2 separate regions of the Astyanax mexicanus genome follow, and region 1 is linked to region 2. Evidence: chromatin contacts called from public Hi-C data. All regions are on one chromosome and are shown on one strand. The core of a region is the stretch at or near the end of the contact, and the rest is flanking DNA. Distances in the headings are between cores, read along the strand shown. Region 1 overlaps jak2a (Janus kinase 2a). Region 2 holds the start of jak2a (Janus kinase 2a).

The links. Hi-C and Micro-C count contacts between places; a contact is called where the count stands out from the background.
Region 1: a contact with region 2 is called in a Hi-C map of blood, with 5 times the contacts expected there. The contact joins the enhancer-like site here to the promoter of jak2a in region 2. A contact is called at or near these places in 2 of 3 Hi-C or Micro-C datasets (blood and muscle).

Annotation. Positions count from the first base shown.
Region 1 is chr17:45,387,941-45,391,235 of AstMex3_surface, reverse strand. It overlaps jak2a (Janus kinase 2a), which reads right to left. Exons shown (of 24, transcript XM_007252799.4): 11 at 1,970-2,094. Among protein-coding and RNA genes, the nearest start is that of rln1, 16 kb to the left of the region's middle. Within about 2 kb of position 1,790, the one cell type or tissue checked has an H3K27ac peak away from gene starts, as active enhancers do.
Region 2 is chr17:45,345,320-45,348,827 of AstMex3_surface, reverse strand. jak2a (Janus kinase 2a) reads right to left here and starts at 2,215. Exons shown (of 24, transcript XM_007252799.4): 1 at 1,729-2,215. It overlaps LOC103043535 (stAR-related lipid transfer protein 4), which reads right to left. Exons shown (of 6, transcript XM_049466369.1): 6 at 2,584-3,508.

The DNA.
Region 1 (3,295 bases), core at 541-3,040, 43 kb before region 2:
TTGCCTCTTTTCTGATTTCCTGATTTTTTGCATGTTTGTCACACTTAAGCATTTCAGAAAAGCAAACCAATTTAAATATTAGTCAAAGACAACACAGGTAAACACATAATGCTATTTTTAAATAAAAGTGTTTATTATTAAGGCAGAAAAAATCCAAACCTACATGGCCCTGTGTGAAAAAGTGATTGCCCCCTTGTTAAAACATACAGTCCCTGTGATTTATGACACCTGAGTACACCTGAGTCTCTAGCCACACCCAGGCCTGATTACTGCCACACCTGTTCTCAATCAAGAATCACTTAAATAGGACCTGCCTGACAAAGTGACAAAGTGAAGTTCACCAAAAGATCCTTAAAAAAAAAGCTGCACATCATGCCGAGATCCAAAGAAATTCAGGAACAATTGAGAAAGAAGGTAATTGAGATCTATCAGTCTGGAAAGTGTTATAAAGCCATTTCCAAAGCTTTGGGGATCCAGAGAACCACAGTGAGAGCCATTGTCCACAACTGGCGAAGACATGGAACAGTGGTGAACCTTCCCAGGAGTGGCCGGCCAAAACATTTAAGTGTGATGAACATGTAAAAAATCGTGAAATCAGGAAGGGGGCGAACACTTTTTCACACCACTGTATATATATATATATATATATATATATATATATATATATATATATATATATATATATATATATATATAATGATGTGCAATATTAGCAGAATAAAGTTTTATAAATAAATAAATAAATGAGCCAGATATAGACAAAGTGGGAGTGCACAGTGAACGAATAGGGAAAAGTGTACTGTCCACCTGGTGCTCAGTTTGTCTAAGAAGTTCATGTTTAAATGTCCAATACTTTTATTATTTATATTATTAAACAATAATAAATGTATATAATTAAAAAAAATCTATGACAATATTTACTTGCAACACTTTGACAAAAATATTAGGACAGCCTAAATGTGTTAAAAAAGAGTTGATCTTGCTTTTGTTGAAGTAACTGTCTCTACTGTGCAGAAAAGGCTTTCTACTAGATTGTGAAGCATAGTTGTGAGGATTTGATTGCAACCGTACTCATCCCCCACCCATCACAGAAGTATTAGATGAAGTACAACCATTCCAAAGAACATACATAGATATATTTCTCCACAGTTTAATGCTGGAGGGCTTTAGACTAGGCTTTTAGCCTAGGCCTGTTATTAGACAATGTCATTAGACACAAGTTTATGTTTAATTCCTCCACAAGTCCTATTCTATCTGTGTGATCTAAGTGCATTTACAACTTAAAGGAGAAGTCTGGTGTGAAATAGACTTGGGCTGTAGTGAAACATGATAAAAAGTGTGAACTTTTGTTGTATAGCCCTCTTCCGTTCTCTTCATGCATTCCCAAATACAGCACTTTTAGCCCTTGCTCCCAACTGACTTAAATGCTAGTGATAGGGGCATAGAGTAGCCCATGCAGAGAAATGGCTATTTTTATATCATTAACAAGCTCAAAGTAGCTCCACAACTCATTAACAGAACTCTGAGGTCCGTCATATTTAAAAGTGACACTGAGAACTTTAAAAGTGCACAGATAGTTTAATAAAAACACTGTTTATATACACAGTACCTTCAGCTAGTTCTCCTGGGGCTCCTGTCTTGACAAGCACAAACAAATATGTAGGATAAGGGAACCAGATTGCAAAATTAATTCTGTTGAAATGCATTATTGTTATAGAGGTATTTTTTTTAGCAAGGAACTAATATCGCAATCTCTTCCCCTATCCCCTAGTAGCTCAGTCCTGTGTTTAATGTTATGCTATAGTTTTAAACCGTAGACCCTGGAAGCCGTGTGGGAGGAAAGCAAACACAGTGCCTCAACCCGACAGACTCTGTTGTGATGACACTGGCAGATCTGTTGAAATACACCAGTGATGTTGCCCAATGTTTGTACTGTGAGTAAGTGGGAGTGAGAAAAAGAGAAACGCACAGTTTCCAGGTCCTCCTTTCGGATCTTGTGGAAGACCATCTGACTGATGTTGTGTTTGAAGTCTGAGGGAGAAAGAGACATATCTGAACCCTGATTGCTCCTGCAGATCAGCAGATTCGACTTCTCTGTAGAGAGAAAGAGAGGAGGGGAAGAAAAGAGGACAAAGGAGAACAAATATTAAAATATATAAATATTCAATACCAATTTTAACTCAACAATATCAAAACATCAGCATATTAATAATCAGTACTGCAATAAGATGAATAATAATAAAGATTCAGGTTTGTTTTAGGACAAGAACTCAGTAATATATATTATATATATATATATATATATATATATATATATATATATATATATATATATATATATATATATCACAATACATGAGATACAATTCAATATATTGAGATATACAGCTCAAAGATCACTTAAAAATTAGGAGTGTCTATGATTTTACCAAATTGAAAACCTCTGGAATATAATCAGAAGGAAGATGGACGATCACAAACCATCAAACCACCAAACCAAGCTGAACTGCTTGAATTTTTATCCAAAAGCAGTGTGTAAGACTGGTGGAGGAGAACATGACAAGATGCATGAAAACCGTGATTAAAACCTTTATTCCACCAAATATTAATTTCTGAACTTTTAAAACTTTATGAATATGAACTTGTTTTCTTTGTATTATTTGAGGTCTGAAAGCTCTGTATTTTTCTGCAAATAAATGCTCTAAACGACAATTTGTTCATAATAATGTTCATTATTTTCTCAAACATATACCTATAAATAGCAAATAAATATCAGTAACAAAACAATATATTATTATTATTAACTTTTAGGTAAACTGTGATGGTAGGAAAAACACAATACTCTACACATAAAATCTAAAAGTTTGAGAAAAGTTCTCCTCTTATCCAATCAGAACAGAGGGTAAATAATGAATTCATTAAAAATGATTTTTTTTTTTTTGATATTTTGAGAATCGATACAATATTGCAAAACATTACATCACAATATTTCTATTTCTATATATTGTCCTATTCTGTACTGGAGAAAATATTAGTGCTACTGTATTTTAACACAATATTTTTTCATAAAATGTCCTTTTTAAACTAGTTGAATGCTAACTTTTTACACTATTAAACATAATATTCAATGTAATGTGCATTTAATTTGATTTTACAAAAGTAAATACAGTAAATCCATACTTCTGAAGAGTAGTGTATACTAAAACAGAGCAAAGGTACAGTCTGTGTGTGTTTGTGTGTCTGGGAGAGATAAGGAGTGACTACTGGCATGAGGTTATATTGGCCCCACAGTCTA
Region 2 (3,508 bases), core at 966-3,465:
ATGGACAAAAGTGTTGGGGCAACTGCTTGTTCACGCTTTCTTCCTAAATCACGGGTATTAAAAGAGTTTATCATGATTTTGTTTAGGTAACTGTCCAAAGAAGACTTTCTACTAGATTTTGGTGCACTCCCGAGAGGATCTGACTGCATGCAGCAACAACAGCATTAGTGAGGTCAGGATGATGGATGATCATGATCCCACCTCATCCCAACTTATTCCAAAAGTATTGGATGGAGCTCCAGTACATATGCTGTGTGTGTTCATAATATAAGTGTATGTGTAATAAACACAATAATAATCCTTGTTAACTAGCTAATTAGATAATTTAACTAAACACTAAACATGTCAAGAATGAAATGCAGCAGTCAGAGTTGTATATGTATTTAGTTTAAACAAACCTTTCCTTTAGCACTAAATTATTCAACAAATATTTGCTTTATTAACAGCAAAACAGGGAAAAGCTAAAGAAAACAAACTCTATCTAACATGACTTCCTATCCTCTGTAACCAGTATGTTAGCTATAGAGATAGATAAACAGGTTGAATATAACAAGACAAACATTAAACCCTTTTAAAAAAGCTCATAAACCACTGTTTTTATTTACTGTTTGCGTTTTTACATTTGTCTGAATTGCAAAACCATGACAGAATATTGTCAGCGAAATAGTGAAAACTGTCAGCTTGCAGTGATAATGATGTATATTTAAAAAACATTGAGATTTACAATGAATACATGCATTATTTACAGCTAACCTATAGTGTTTATAACATTTGTATGTGGTTTAAACAAACCTTTCAACATTTTTTTTTTTGTTTTATTAACAGTAAAACAGAGAGCAGCTAAAGAAAAACAAACAAACTCTAACTAGCTAACTTTACCTCTTAACTTCTGTAGGTAAACAAGTAGGTTAGCTATAGAGATAGACAGACAGGTTGAATATAACATGACAAACAGCTTAGATAGCTTAGATAAATTCATAAACCACTGTTTAAAATATTGTATGCGTTTTTAAACATTAATATTACACAGTATGTATGTAATTGCCTAGTGTTTATAACATTTCTATATGGCTTAAACACACTTTTCTATCCTCTGATATTCTTCTGAAGCATTAGCACTGAAATATTCAACAAATTTGTTTTATTAACAGCAAAACAGAGAAAAACTTAAGAAAAGCAAACTAACTCTAACATTAATCTTACCTCCTAAGTTTTGTAACCAGTAAGTTAGGCTATCTATATAAGTTAGGTAGATAGACAGATATAGTGTTTATAACATTTCTATGTGGCTTAAACTTATATTTTCTTCTTCTGATATTCCTCTAAACCTTTAGCACTAAATTATTCAACAAATTTCTGTTTTATTAACAGCAAAACAGAGCTAAAAAAACAGCTAACATTTAACTTCTGTTACCAGTAGGCTAGCTAGCTGAGCTAAGCTAAGCTAGTTGACTTAACTAGTTATTAACCAATAACGTAACGTTAGATAGGTTAAGTTAGATAAATAGATGACACACAGGCTGAGACAGGTTAAATATAACATGCCAAACATTAAACCCTTAGCTTAGATAGTTCATAAACAACTGTTAGAATACTGCAAGCGTTTTTAAACATTAATTTTAGACAGTTTGTAGCTGTTTAAAGCCCATAACCGTGACATAAAACAGGTAAATCCGTTAGTTAGCTAACTCAAGCTAATAGTACTGAAGTTAAAGGCAGGTTACTTACAGTATTAGGTGAAGTTGGTTAGCTAGGCTACTAGCTGGCTTGGTTTTAACTCCAGGTTCTCCAGAAATGTCCTCCAAGGTCTGACTGAAAGTCGTTAGCAGTGGATGTAAATAGTTAACCGCATGTTTAAGAGCAGTAGGAAGTTATTTAGTGGGGTAAAATCGTGTTTATTCCCCGAGTTTTCCTCCAAACGCTACGGCTAAGCTAACCTCGGGGAGCTAAAGCTACGCTAGCTGACAGCAGCCCGGCGCAGACCTGACTGTGAGTCCTGTAGTTACCTGAGAGCTGTCTAACTGTCTCCTCTAAAAACTCTACTTTTAGACAGCAATCTGTCTAAAAACATTAGGTTTTTATGTGTTAACTCACTACAGGACAGCTCTAAATTAACGTAAATCTAACGTTAACTGGCAGAGGACAGTGAAGCATCTCCATTATTAGTGGAGACTCTCTCAGTCTGTACTGAAAACAGTCAACAGTAGACACTAGTGGGTCAGTGCAGTATTAATATCATATATAATAGTAACGTTATAGTATAAGTGATGTTTTTTCAGCATAAACGTTTAAATTGCATAGAAACACTGTGTAACAATACATTATTTCAACAATGACCGAATTAACTCATTACTACAAATATAGAGGAATATTTACCTTGGTACTTTCTGTAACGTTACATTTTATACATTGTTTTTTAAAGGTTTTAAAGATATTTTTTAACAACACAAAACAATAAAATTAAACAATTAAACAATAAAACAATACTAAAAAGAGGTTATACAACTCTGGAAAAAAATAAGAGACCACTTCAGTTCCTGAATCAGTTTCTCTGATTTTGCTATTTATAGGTATATGTTTGAGTAAAATGAACATTGCTGTTTATTTAGAAGAAAATTAGAAATGGTTGAAATAATAAAAAAGACGCAGAGCTTTCAGACATCAAATAATGCAAAGAAAACAAGTTCGTATTCATAAAGTTGTAAGAGTTCAGAAATAATCAATATTTGGGGAATAACCCTGGTTTTTAATCACAGTTTTTATGCATCTTGGCATCATGTTCTCCTCCACCAGTCTTACACACTGCTTTTGGATAGTTCCTTTAAAGAGTAAAGTAACACAACAAATATTTTTTAAAGATATATCTAACAAGTCTAGCATTTTAACTATTCATTTACCTGCTATTTATATTAAAAAAAGACAATTTAATTATAATTAATAGAAACAACTTAACTCTGTAATAAGGCAGTATCATAGCATTGCCCATTAGAACAAATAAATCTGACAATCTAACTAAATTATGATATTTTATTTATTATTTAACATAAATTGAATTTAATATGTTAATGAATATGGATCAATTTAAAATAGATGATACACAAATAGTGTAATCTACAACATTAAAAACATGATGCTTTACTGCCATCTAGCAGAACTGCAGCTTCACTGCATCTAACAGGAGCTGTGTCACTTTGCTGCTGGGAAGGATTTACACACTGGAGTTGTGCAAAATTCTGAATTTAATTCAATTTTAATATTTATTTAATTTAATTCAGTGAATGAATTTGAATTGAATTAAATCCACCCTACATGATGTTGAACTGAACTTGAACTGGAATCAAAGGGAGTGGAATTTAATTAATTGCAATTGGAGCAACTAAATCTAGCAACCTCACTAAATAAAAAACACAAAAGTGAAAGATTTCATTTTCCAGCAGGACTTGGCACACTGACCACACTGCCAAATGTACCAATTGGTCTTATATTGGTAATATTTAAATTTTCTGAG